Regions from separate parts of the Zea mays genome. Here regions 1 and 2 are each linked to region 3. A link is a contact called in public Hi-C data. All regions are on one chromosome and are shown on one strand. The core of a region is the stretch at or near the end of the contact, and the rest is flanking DNA. Distances in the headings are between cores, read along the strand shown.

Region 1 (4,777 bases), core at 2,176-4,675, 200 kb after region 3:
GCACTCCCAGAGTTTGTGGCAAAAAGGGAAGTCATGATTCTAACACGGTGAATCCATCAACTTCTGGAAGTGGTCGTTGCTGTTCTTTGTCGGTGGCCTAGGCAATCGCCACAGTAACGACCTCTCCCTCTTTGGCGCGCGTGTGGTGGTGGTTCCTCCAGCACCTATCGAGGTGCTCTCGTCGATCCCTCCTCTCGCCGCTGGGCTCGCCAACATCGCATGGGTTTTTTTCCTTGTGGAAAATTGCCTCTACCGTGTCTTCCTTGTCAGCGAAACTTGGTCGCTATGTTGAGGAGGTCGGTGTCCGTCTTTAGTCGCCCTCGTTCGAGCTCATGGACTAGGGCCTCGTTGGTGGTGCTATAGGTGAAGGCACTCACCACATCAGCGTCGGTGGCGTCTGGGAGTTCGTTCCTTTTCTGTGAGAACCTCCGGATATAGTCCTAGAGGCTCTCACCGCTCTTTTGGGTACACCTCTTGAGGGCCCAGGAGCTTCTAGGGCACTTGTAGGTGCCTTGAAAGTTTCCGTCGAAGGCCCTTTGGAGGTTGGCCCAGTCATGTATGGTGCTGGCCGGTAGATGCTCAAGCCAGGCCCTCGCTCCTTCCGCAAGGTGGACATGGAGGAACTAGATGACCAGGTGGTCATCCTTGATCCCCACCATGCGACACGTGAGGCGGTAGTCCTCTAGCCACATGTCAGGGTTCATGGAACCATCGTATTTGAAAATGTTGGCTGGCACACGTACCTTTGTGGGGAACTACGCCTTTCTGATCTCGTGCCCAAAGGCACGCGATCCCGGCCTAGGTGGGATGGGGCTATGCGTGTGCCTTCTTTTCTCACAGTAGCTCGTCTTCTTCTTGTTCCCGACGCCTGTTGTCGAGGATGTGTCGGGCGTCGTGAATGCCACCAATGCGGTGCTTTATATGGACGCACGTCGGAGTAGATTGGGAGGTCTGTGCCCCCTTGCTTCAGGACGAGGCCGTGTGTGTGTCACGGCTCTCCATGCCGGTGTGTTGCCACCGATCAACCTCAACTTGTTATACCACAACCCTCTACAACAAGTTGCATAGGTTCTAGTACATCGCCTTCGCCTCGGGCTCATCCAGTTTGGGGATCAATCGGAGAATCATGGCCACTGCAACCATGTTTTGACCGGGGTTGAGGAAGTACTGCGCACCATCGCTACTTTCAGTGACCTGATCGCAAATCTTCCTCGCCCCGTCCTTTCGGCTCTGAGGTGTATTTTCTCAATGTTGTCATAAACCCGATCGAGCCTCTTGACGAGTGAGTCGAGCTCCTCCTCCTACTGTTGGAGGGCAGCCTCGTGGGTGAGTATGCGTGCTTGACGCTGGTGCTGGTATTCTTCTTCTTGGTTGTGAGCTTTCAAGTCTCCCCCTCCATTGTCGGCTCATGGTGCGTGGCCACGAAATAGGCCCTTTCTTACGCCTCATCGGAGTCCAAGCTAGGCTCCGTCGAGGCACTGCTTGAGTCGTCCTCGAGGAGGTCGAGGATGGATGTAGGTTGGCGACCGAGGACGACCACCATGGCTAATGGTGGGATTACTTCCGCCCATTGCTTAACGACAACGACAGATTTGTTGAGGCACCGTTTGAGCTAAGGCGTTGTTTCTCTGCCTTGGTCCTGGTGGAATGCCTGGCCCGGGCCTATGGCTAACGAGGCGAAGTTTGCCGGTCTCCTCGCCGAGGAAGTCGAGGGAGACGAAGGTGATCCGACTCCCGAGAGCGAAATCCTCGCCCTTGGCGAATGTCGAATAGCTGGCCATCAAAGTGAAAAAGTCACTTTAGCACGCTTGCGATCTCCTACCTGGTGCGCTAATCGTCGTGGTTTCGGAAATTAGGAGGACAATAGATTTGTGTTCGGTGGGGGATGCAAGCGCGGACTCACTTTAAATGGTGGATCACGAGGATCCAAGCTGGGACACAGGGGTTATACTGGTTTAGGCCGAGGCCCTAGTCCAGTGTAGTGCTGATTGTTGTATTGCTCATAAGTGTGTTACAACAAGTGTGTTTGTGTCTAGAAGGAAGATTGTCCCGCCCTTTTATAGCTCAAGGGTGGACTTCATAGTTGGGACTTGTATTCTACTCGGGGGTCTTCGGCTTGTTGCCCCTAGGCTGCTCTAGCCCTCCCGGCATCGCCTGTGTGGGTGTGCGTTATGTCCTGTCCTCCCTCCATACGGGTCACTGTAGCTTGCTCGGTATCAACGTTGCGGTACCCGACGGGTCCTGCAAAGTGGGCTTACGACAAGGTTTAGGGTTGTGTCCAGTACAACTTAATCTTCTGTCATACCCCTTGCGTCACTATCCAGCACGCGTAGGTATACACCCGATATGTGGTATTGTCTCGTTCTTTTCCGTATTGTAGAGACTTCAATGGTGATGTTTCCATGACTAGAGTTGACTGACCCCGCAAGTTAGTGAGGGTATATCGTGGGCGCACGCGGGGGTGTTCCATCATGTCTGTCAGAGACCGTTTGGTACTGTATGTACGATCTAGACGTTGTTTGATGATATTGCATCTTGTCTCGGCCATCATGGGCCAAAAGCGTCGTCCCGGGTTCCTTCCTTGCGGGTCCGCTTGGCAGGGACTTGGTCATTCGCCCCGGCTCACAGACTTGTTCGGCGGGGGTTTGGTCGTTCATCCCGTCTCGTAGGTTTGCTCAGTGAGGACTTGGTCGTTCGTCCCGCCTCACGGGCTTGCTCGACGGGGACTTGGCCGTTCGCCCCGCCTCGCACACTTGCTCGGTTTGCTTGCCCTGGCTCGTAGGTAGACCTGATCATGGGCCACCGGACCCGACCAACCCGACCCGATCCCGCCCCAAAAAACCCGGCCTGATCCGACCCGACCAATGCAATGGGCGGGTACAAGCCATAATTTTTTACCCGTTATAATTCACGGGCCGGGTACGGGGACCCAAAAACCGTCCCAACCCGAAAAAACCCGACCCGACACGTCAAACATGGAGGCACGGGCTAACACGACCCGACACTAGGCACGGGTCGCGGTACGGGCCGTGATAAATGGCCCACGACCCGACCCGACCTGACGTTTGAACATGTCAACTTGTAGGCTTACTCGACGGGGACTTAGTCGTTCGCCCCGCCTCACAGACTTACTCGGCGGGGACTTGATCATTCAGCCTGACTTGGAGACTTGCTCGGCAAATGGGTCAGAGAGAGATTGCATGCCTTACTATGGATACTCCTTTCCTAAGTAATCGACAGTGGGAACTGGCTTAATTACATGAAAAGGCCCACTTAAATCTGACCCAGCACAGGGACTCAACTTGCCGTGTTATTCTCCGAATAGCTGACATTTTCAGCGAAGCGAGGCCCAATAGCATACGAGCCCATCCACCCCGATCCAACCGTCCGGCTGCACAACACATATGAACACATCCCAGCCGCCCATTCGACCAGTCTGTCTTCGCTAGGGTTTTTAGCCCGTATAAGAGCCCCTTCCTCACTCCGGAACCCCATTCCCCGCCGCCTCGCGCCCCCGCTCGCTTCACTTCTCTAGGTGCGCACCGATCAGAAGGTGCCTGCCTCCTCCTCGTCGGCGAAAGTATCCCGCTGGTTTCCTTGTTCCTTTGCTCGATGTTTGCTCATCGCCTCATGTTTGCGTGTTTGCTGTTGTTTGTCGGTGGTCGGTGGGTGACGGAGCAGAGATGGCGGTGCCGCTGCTGACGAAGAAGATCGTGAAGAAGCGGGTCAAGCAGTTCAAGAGGCCCCACCTCGACCGCTACAAGTGCCTTAAGGTTTGAATCTCCACCCTCTTGTCATCTCTGGAATGGACTGTTCTTCGGAGGTGGATCTGTGTACTTGATAGAAGTCGATGGTTTGTAGAGCAGCGATATTCTTATGTTGCCTTGGCACTGGCTTAACACATGATGTATTGATACAGTATGATTACGTGCCTGGTTTAATCTTGCCTAGATCCGCATCGTTAATGTTTGTAACTGTAATTAGCTACGAGCGCTGGTTTAATCGTACCTAGATGGTTAGATCCAACCGGCTTATTTTGTAACTAGCCCATATATAGTTTTCTTGAATGGCATGCCGATGCTTGGTGACAGCAGATTTGCGTTACCTAGACTGCAAGTGCTTCAAACTGAAGTATTGAACTGCCTCTGTTTGGGTTGAATAAGTGTATTTGAACTCCCACGGACATATATATAGCAGCATAGATAATTACATTGCTTATCCCTTGCCCAATGGAATTTTCTCGCTTGATGTCATGGAATTTTTCGCATGTTTCTATTTTTATGTAGAGAAACATAACAATCATAGGGTTTTTCTGGTGTACATGATGAAATGCCCCCCTTTTGACATAATTTTGGTTCCTTCTGGTTATTCTGGCTCATATACTGTACAGTTAACCATGGTTGCATAAATTGAAATTTTGCGACAGCACATTTATGGAAGAGATATCATTTGAAGTTTTTGATTGCACCAGACAGTTAATGCTGGTTCCTATAGTTTATTGTTTTCAGAGCAGTCCATTTATACAAAAACGATCTTTTTTTGCTTAATACATTATTAGTACTCTTATCTTGTATCAGATCACAGCTTTAATATTTTTATAAACTGTTATCTTGGATAGCATTTTGTTCTGTCTGCTTAGCTTCTAGTTATGTAGCTGTATGACATGGAACTTTGAATACTTCCTTTGATCATAAGTTCGATTGTTTCCATGGCTGGGCTCAATTTTGAAGTTGGGTTTGCATATTATCATACTCTTATACTAACACGAGGTTCTTGT
Region 2 (4,346 bases), core at 557-3,056, 240 kb before region 3:
CCTTCGTCTTCTAGATCCTGCACCGGGAGAGGGCGAATAAGGTTTTTGGGAAGCGTCTTCACGCGACTGCTCGTGATCTTCGACATCGTCGACCCAGCTGATTCTGACGCGCGTCAACTATCAGTAAGTCTAATCAGTACGCATCATCTGATTTGACTTTTATTTCAGTTCTTCTGATTTGGTCATGATTTATATTCGGAATTTAATTTGGAATTTGTCTAATTATTCAACACATATAGAGTTTTTTTAATATTCCTGTTACAGTTGCATCTGATAAGCGAAAATTTTCTAAATTGAAGATATCGAAGTTCTATTTGCGTTTTATATAATGACAAAAAACTTAATGCATTAGATATAGTAGTAATTGACAGTAAAATGCTGGGGAAGATTCAGTATAAAAATATCATCGACGATTTTATTTTAAAGAACACCAAAAAAATAATGCGTTCTAAATAAAGATTACATAATCGATACAATATTTAATTTTCATTATATCATGTGTACATATATACACAAATTAAAGTTACTCCATATTTTTTTTATGTTTTGCACAGGGTCTCCTAAAACGACGGGACGCCCCTGGAACCTTATTAATTCTCATGTTGATATCATGTTTGTGCTCAAGAATCCATGGTGTCTAGAAGGCTCGCTCGCCGCGCTCGCCACAGTACACCTCTTCGACAATCTATCGTGGCCGCTTCTGAAACAAGGACATGAGCGGCTTCAGTAACCCGCTACGGTCTCGTCTGCCCTTGCAAACCTGCTGTGATGATCAGATCAGCAATATACACAGTATATATGCAACAATGAAGAATATATATAACACTATTATTTGTCTTGTGCGGAGATTATATATTATTGCGCCTTGTACCCACCGTCAGCTTGCCGACCAGCAACGACGACGCAGCCGCCCGGCCCGTCTGATTGATCTTGACGTTCTTTTCGCTGTCATCACGGTTGCTCCTTCTTGGACGCCTGCTCTCGCTGTGGGAAGGGAGGACGAGCACGAGCACCTTCTTCCAGCTCCAGCCGTCACCACCGAAGCAACGCGGGCGGACCTGCTGCTGCTGGCTCATCGCGCGCCCCAGCCGATGATTCACAGCTGGAGCTCCCTGCTGCTCTTCGCTATGAACACCAACAGCGGCCTGAAAAAAAGCGAGGCTTTATTTTGCTACCTCGTGGGAACATGAGTACGTGTGTATACGACCGGCAATCGAAGTGTTCTCGGAACCGACCAGTAACGCACCATGATTGTGTCCGTGTCCCGACAACGCGGCGGCGGCGGCGGTGGTATGGAGCTTACAGGCGTGGTCGCCGACGCCGTCTGCCGCGCCAACGCCCTCAGCTGCCGCGAGTACTCGAGCAGGTCCGCCCGCCGGTCACCGCTCTGGGCTTTGCCGTCGTTCCGTCGCCGCCGCTGCATGCCAGGACGACCACCACTACCGCCATGCGAGCGACGGTGGTGGTCATCGTGACGCTCCTGCCTGTTGTGGTGGTGGTGATGCGACGACGACGACGCCGTGGAGCCGCCGCGGTCCCTTGGCTGTGTCACGTAGAACGTCACCAGCACAGGCCTCCCACCCTGCTGCTGCCGCCGCCGCCGCCGCTTCTTCTTGTTCATCCGTATAGGCCGCCGTAGCTCGATCAAGAACCCAGCAGATGTGGTAAAAGTATAGCCTGTCCTGTCGTCGTCGTCGATGTCTGCTACCTCGCTAGACGCAGCGGAATATGTACGCTCTGCACTGGATAATGTTTCGCGGTGCCTCGGAGAATTCGAAGACGCTAAGGTAGTGTTTGGTTGAGGAGCCAAGTAGAACGGAGCCATTCTATCCCTGATTCTAGGAACAGAGCCGCTCTGTTCTGTGTTTGGTAATCTAGAACAGAGCGGCTCTGTTTTTTGTTTGGTTGCAGAGTGAATGGAACGGAGCGTGACTGTGAGAGAGGAATGGGAACGGAGCGGCTCCGTCCGGTTCCAGGTGCAATCCGACACAAACGAAACGAACAGGGCCTCAATGTGAATCCACCCAGGTGTCGATTGGCCCGGTGCGCTTCGTCCTGTAACTACCAAAGGCCATCAGAGCTTTCGGTTGAACCAAAGCCTTGTTTACCACACCATTATACTTGGTCATACATCATAGTAGCCTCGAACAATTAAGAAAACGTCATGCTGAATTTGCTGTTTTGTAGTCTCCACCATGCATACTGACTAAATTGTTGCATCTCCCCTGTCCCTTGCTGTTTGGATTACGACAGCTAGCTTTATTAGTTTGCCTTGGATATTGTTTTCTAGAATAGGTGTGGCATTGGATTGGCGAACAGGTCCCTTGGTAACCAAATTTGGCTCTTTTTTGTTTTAGTAGGTAATTTGTTTGGCCGGGTTCGTTAATTGATTCGGTTTAGTTGTCAAATTTGTATTGTAATGATTAAAGCTCTCACGGTCGATATGATATGATTAATCAGCTAGGCATAATTGCTAATCGCTTTGTTAGCCTAATTAAGGTCTAGTTTGGTACTCTAGCTAGGAATGTGGGAGATATGAATTGATTGGAATGAAATTTGGCTTGTTCGCCTTGACGTCAATCTATGTGAATTTGATGACATTGAGTCAGTTTAAATCAATCAATAGCGAGTTAAAATCCATCTCAATCACACTCAACCCCCTTCAATTCACATGGAACCGAAATAACCAGACAAAGCTTGAGGAGGATTTTGATCTATTAGGACCAGTTTGGCAGCCGCGGTTATTTTAGCACAGGAAAAAACTCCAGCGGAGGGTTTTATCCATACATTCATTTTTCAGGCCATGTTCGTTTGATCCTAAAACCATAGGGATTGAGGGGGATTGGAAGGGATTGGAGAGGATTTTGACTTGTAGGGGATTTAATCCCCCTCAATCCCTATGGATTGGCACAAAACGAACATGGCCTCAGTGGGTAAAAACCACTGACAGGACAATTTAATCAGTGGTCGTTTGGAAGGAGCAACTGCCATTCAGTTTAGTACATACACGAATGCATACTGGTGACATTTTTCTGTATGCCATTCGGTTTGGGACATATTGCATACACGAATGCATACAAGAACAGTCACCATGCATACACGGCATACAAGAATGCATATAGAAGCAACCAGGTTTTAAACAAGAATTCATACAGAATGCATACAAGAACAGTCACCATGGTTTTAAACCAGCAATAGAAGAATATCTCAAAGTGCAACTGCCATTCAGTTTAGTGCAACTGCCATACAGGAATTAATTCAAACAAGCAATACAAGAACTATACTGAACCATACAAGGCATCATTTCTCATAAGGTAGATGGTTCTCAGCCATCTGCTTGCCCAGGAAATTACTGGGAAAATCATTCCACCAACAGATTAGTGCAACTGCCATTCAATTTTCCATAGGTTAGAGCTGAAACTGTACTACAATCACCATAACAGAACTATAGTTGTCTGAAAAAAAGATAACATGCAACTAAGATTAGTACAAGGAAGATTAGTACAAGGGAACAAATAACATCTATAGTATCTAGAATATCTCAAAGTGTAGTAGCTTAAATGTTCTCAGCAGAAAAAACAGTGAACAAAAATAATTCTATTTTGCCACTTGTTAGCCATGCCACAACCTTAGCATACACTAAACCTTAGTAATACCAAATTGTGGTAATCGAAACAAACTCTATGATCCTAACATCTTAATTATACTATATTTGAATCATTTGTTGGTTTCAAATGACACAAGACACAATTAATGACCATATAATATAACCTACACAACAACAAAAGAATTACATAAATCATAATTATTCTAGCCACCTAATTTGCTTTCGGAGCCGATGCAGCAGTGAGAAATCCAGGAGGCAGACGAAGTGGCCTACGCCTACCACCATAACTCCATGAGCAAGTAGCACCAGCAACGGACCATTCCACAGGCGGCACTATGATATCTAGGAGAGTAAGTGAGTAACCAAAGGCTGAAGTCGCGAGTCCAAGAAACGAACCATTCCAACCTGGACGCGGCGTGCACGACAAACCGCGAGTGGCCTTTTCTGACAGAAAGTCGATGGATAGACACGCTCGTGGGTTGCCGCGACTCGCAGGAGGAGGGGGGAGGGCTCGACTGGTGCTAGGCGGTTTTGCCTACCCCGCGCAAACCTTGTCGAGATCAAAAGGAGCATGCGGGAAGGAGGCGGAGGTGCTCGCGGAGATGGCGGTGGAGGAGACGTGTGTGGGGATGGACCTCGCGGGGATGGTGTCCAAGGAGGCGTGCGTGGGGATGGAGTTCGATGGAGATGGGATGAGGACGACCGGGAGAATCGCCTGGCCTCCCAAGGCCAGGGTTGT
Region 3 (4,733 bases), core at 2,037-4,536:
ATAGAATAGGACTAGGAGATACTGATGCGCAGTTAGGTTTCTGGTACACTGAACTGAACAGTGCAGGGCTCCATCCCAAGCCCCGCGACAATTTTATCATTTGGTGTGAGCCGGTCGGTAGTAGCTGGGGTTTGGCCAGGCGTTTAGGTTGCGTATCCACCGCCGGCGAAAAGCTTTGGAATTTTGGGGAAGCTTCGAGCTGGCAGGACGGGAGATCACAAGGATCGTCAAGTGTCGCAGCAAGCTAGCAGAAATGAACCGCATGTTGTGGTTAGAGTTTTTGCTGGTGTTCTTATCTCTCTATATATCTTGTACCGTGTCTCTCGTGCGCCGCCTCCTCTTTCCACCACCAGAGGAAAAAAGTGGCGCTCTACATCCAGCGCCACAAGCTTTTTTTTTTCTCCAGTTCCCACTGTCGAAGCGAACCAAGCCAAGTGAGCCACACGCTATACTCCTCTCGGATCACTCTCATGTGTGGATGGATTCGCGTGGACGCATGAGCCGAACGCCTTGGCAAAGGTGGACTGGTGGGTCGCGCGGCGACGTCGACACTTGGCGTTGTGTTGTGTGGGGCTTCCACTACGTGTACCGTCCCGTTCCCATCCCAGCTTCACCAACCAACCAGCTACAGCTACTGACCGAGCACACCTCACCAGCCTTTTTTTTCTCCTCTTTGCGAGATGGAGCAGCAGCCAAAATAGCATGATCCCAGAACGCAAGTGCATGATCAGATCAGCATTCACGAACGAACAGAAACAAAAAGGCAACAGCCAAAGACCAATGCCGCCGGCCGGTATCACACTCACTCATCTCCAGTATACGAACGTGCAGTATACACACACACACAGAGACACCTACCATACAATGAAGATACACACACTAGCTAGCTAACCCAACCCATCGTAAGGCCTACTACTCTGAAGATCAGATCAGATCAGATAGATATATAGTGAGACGCCCCCGACGACGACGACGATGAGGTATATATATATATATTACATAGACAGCGGCAAGCGGCCGGCGTTGGAGGTCTTTTCCTCCTGCTTCCGGCGCCGCAGCACGACGCCCCACGTGACGGCCTCCAGCGCCACGGCGACGGCGGCCAGCACGGAGACGGCGGCGACGTAGCCCGTCCTCCACCTCCGCTCCACGTCCAGGATGGCCATGCCCTTGAAGACGTTGACGACGCCCAGCACGATCACCGTGTACCCCACCGAGTGGTGGTACGCGTTCCAGTACACCCGGTACTTGTGCTCCTTCTTCGGCCTCAAGAACAGCGCAAAGACCTACTAGCAGCCAAAAGCAAAGCAGAGCAGAGCAAAGCCAAAGCCATGAGAAGGAAGGATGGGTCATGGGTGTGTGCTGCGCCTGCGCTGCGCTGTGAAGTGTGGAGTCAGTTACCTGCAGAGTGCCGAGGGCGAAGACCGTGATCCCGATGTTCCGGTGGAGCGAGTAGGTGATCCCCTTGGACAGGTTCCCGAGGTGGATGCCGGTGGCCCAGCCGGACACCCCGACGCCGTACCCGGCCAGCTGGCACGCCACGTGGAGGTAGAACCAGGCCGGGTCGGCGGACCTGAACGTCTTGAGGTACCGAGCGAAGGTGGCGCCCATGGGCAGCAGGAGGCCCCAGCTCACGGCGTTCAGGATCCCGTGCGTCTGCGTGCCGGATCAGAACGGTTTCAGTTAATCAGTTCGATCTACTACTGGACAGTATAGTAATAGCAGTGCGTCGAAATCCGTAGTGTACGTACGTACGGGTGAGGAAGACAGGAGCCTGATGTACTGTCAGTCTGTCACACGGTCAGCAAACGCTGCCTGCCGTACGGACTAGGACTAAGGGGGTGTTTGGTTGCCCCTGCTAAAGTTTAGCCCGGGTCACATCAAGCGTTTGACTTTCAAATAAGAGTATGAAATATAGACCCAACCAACTGGACTAGATTCGTCTCGTCTTTTAATCTTCGGCTGAGAAATTAGTTTTATAATCCGACTACATTTAATACCCGAAACGGAGGTTCAAACATTCGATGTGACGGGGGCTAAATTTTAGTTTGGGGTAACCAAACACCCCCTAATACGGTTTTGATTTCAGTCGGGGACTATCGTAGAACAACATGACTTCACGCATTTTCCAATCCTGGAAATTTTAAATCGGTCCCTACATCGACATGCGACAAACTTAAATTTGTGTGGCTTGTTTTTTTTCAGATAAAGGAATTATCTCTTTTTTTTCAGTTGCAGTAACGCTTCATGTGAAGGTGCCTCATGTGAATACAGTAACGCTTCATGTGGATACAGAAGAGCTCCTTTGCTAAAAAGGTTATTCTTTTTTTATTATTAAAAAAAGGTGAAAATTGGGTCAGGGATCGAACACTAGTAGAGCTGTGCTGTGAATGGGATCAAATTGTCTCTAAAATTTTGCACCGGGGCGTGATAAGCAAAGAAACGAACGGATGGTTTAGCACGAACAGACAAAAGGGGGGGAACGGAGCCGGAGCGACTCACATTTTTCTTCCTGAGGATACTGCCCCCACCGCTGGCGGCGGCGGTGGCGCCGGTGAGGAGGTTCAGCGTGCCCTTGGCGTTCATGTTGTCGCCTTTCATTTCGTGTATCTGGATCCCGCCGGAGTAGGGCCCCACCTGCCACACCTGGTTGACCTCGGCGCCGCCCGTGCCGTTCGGGAGCTTGAGCGTGCCGAAGATCCGGACGCGGCCGTCGCCGCCGAGCTCGGCGGCGAGGTCGGACGTCGGGTAGGCGAGGGGGGCCCCCGGGGAGCCGAGCGAGGTGCCGGAGATGCTGTAGGTCTGCACCTCGTACGCGCCGCCGCCGCCGCCGCCGCCGCTGGGGACGGCCACCAGCGCCTGCGTGCCGTCCATGCTCTGGCCCTTGGGGTTCAGGCCCCAGGCGACCCACCCGCCGGCGGACGGCGGGGCCGCCAGGAACGCCACCGACAGGGACGACGCCGCGGCGTCGTAGGACCAGTGCAGCGACGCGCCGAGGCGGGGCAGGTCGGCGCACGTCTGGAACACGCGGTTGCTGGACAATTTCTCCGCCGCGCAGGCACCGGCGCCGGCGCCCGCCGCGCGCGCGGGCGCGTACGCCGCCGCCACCGTGGCGGCGAGGACGGCCAGGAGGAGCCGCGGGAAGGACATGGCCGCGGCCGCGCGCGGGGGCAGTCTTGCGGGTGGGGCAGGAACTGTAGCCTCCGAGCCCAAGGAGGGGAAACGAGAAACTCAGGAAAAAGAGAAGGGTTGCGGATTTTTGGGTCCGTAGTTGGAGCTCAGATTCTGCAGTGGGCAGTGGGCGCGGTTAATAAGGAGGAGGACACGAGGCCGGAGAGGACGGTGGACAGGTGGATGCCTGCGATTGGTCACCGCGCCCGTTTACATGAATCCATTCATGGAACGGAGAAGTATTTTGTGCTACACAACACAAATCTTCCGTGCGTAAGTTAATGATGCTGACGATCTTTCAGTTACTGAGAGGGGAAAAGTGAAGTCAAAAAAATGTCAGTATGTATTACTTATATTTATTTGTGCTCCACTCTCCCAGTCTGCAAAAATGAGCGCGGGGCACAACTGTTTATTTTCAATATAGAATAAATATTATAAATATTGTGAATATAGAAACCGTACGAATACTTCATACGCACAAAAACTGATTAGTCACATTCGAAATGACTATATGAGCACGAATGCTTTTTTTTACAAAGAGACAAAGCCCTCTATTTTATTATAAAATACTCCCTCCATTCATAAATATATGGCATCGTTAACTTTTAAAAAAACTTTGACAACTTGTCTTATTCAAAAAAAATGAGTTGTCATTTTTTATGATTTGTTTTTATGGTAGTTTGTGGTTGACTTAAAATTTTACATTTTTGAATAAGACAAGACAACGGTATCATAAATTTGTGAATGGTGGTAGTAGGATCCAAAGTTCATCAAGTGATACAAATGATCCATCATGACCGGCACATTGGCCTAGCCCATCTAGATGGAGCACTTTCAGGAAAAAGGATAAGCAGACCACAACAGGAACCACAAACGCAGATACAAACATATTATTAAGCTTCCCCTCGTGAGGCGATACAAGGGACATCTCAAACTATTGCAAACATCAACTAGCAACTCCAGAACAAAGGCTTTGTCATACAAAGCTCCCAGCAGTTCGTCTATCCAACGGCTCCCATCTAAAAGCACGCTTCAAAGCTTCATCTGTCGTCCTTCTGATGCACCATCTTTCTTTTATTTTGGAGGGAGAAGCTTTCAACTTAGGTTCTGTTAGCAGGCAACCTAATTTTTATTTTTTTTAGCTAGGAGAAATCAGCTTCTTAGTTTTTAAGAAACTGAGAATTGAATTCCTATAAATTGAGGTATAAGGCTGGGCACAGTCGCGAGCTGTAAAAGATACGCTATACACATGCAGTCACACATGCAGTAAGAAAAGGGTGCAACAGCGGACGCTATCACCTGCGCTATTTTGCAGTCACACATCCAGAACTCTGCAGGTAGAGCTGTACGGGCATCAACGCTATAGCAATAAAATAAACCGGACGGAGGTAGAGCTGTACGGGCATCAACTCTGCAGGTAGAGCTACAGGCAGAGAGCAGCAGCATGGGTACGGTGTGTTGGTATAGAGTTGAGATATAGAGTAAACATGACTGTAGAAGATTGTGGTATAGAGTAGATAATCTTGCTGACGGGGATAGAATATTCCTTTTAGAGTAGAAAT

What was found. Hi-C and Micro-C count contacts between places; a contact is called where the count stands out from the background.
Region 1: a Hi-C map of ear shows a contact between it and region 3, with 2.7 times the contacts expected there. The contact joins the promoter of LOC109946017 here to the promoter of LOC103653190 in region 3. A contact is called at or near these places in 8 of 25 Hi-C or Micro-C datasets (bundle sheath, ear, endosperm and 1 more) and 1 of 3 datasets of contacts at active chromatin or transcription factors (seedling).
Region 2: a Hi-C map of bundle sheath shows a contact between it and region 3, with 4 times the contacts expected there. The contact joins the promoter of LOC103653187 here to the promoter of LOC103653190 in region 3. A contact is called at or near these places in 6 of 25 Hi-C or Micro-C datasets (bundle sheath, leaf and seedling).

The regions. Positions count from the first base shown.
Region 1 is chr4:45,161,888-45,166,664 of Zm-B73-REFERENCE-NAM-5.0, forward strand. LOC109946017 (60S ribosomal protein L32-1) reads left to right here and starts at 3,426. Exons shown (of 4, transcript NM_001364995.1): 1 at 3,426-3,553; 2 at 3,682-3,773. The coding sequence starts at 3,684.
Region 2 is chr4:44,724,304-44,728,649 of Zm-B73-REFERENCE-NAM-5.0, forward strand. It overlaps LOC103653187, which reads right to left and starts at 1,807. Exons shown (of 3, transcript XM_020551826.1): 1 at 1,247-1,807; 2 at 876-1,145; 3 at 394-763. The coding sequence starts at 1,621. The coding sequence ends at 686. It overlaps LOC103653188 (a long non-coding RNA gene), which reads right to left. Exons shown (of 2, transcript XR_565299.4): 1 at 3,819-4,346; 2 at 3,118-3,455.
Region 3 is chr4:44,962,369-44,967,101 of Zm-B73-REFERENCE-NAM-5.0, forward strand. LOC103653190 (cytochrome b561 and DOMON domain-containing protein At5g47530) reads right to left here and starts at 3,287. Exons shown (of 3, transcript XM_008680150.4): 1 at 2,503-3,287; 2 at 1,402-1,656; 3 at 712-1,286. The coding sequence starts at 3,150. The coding sequence ends at 996.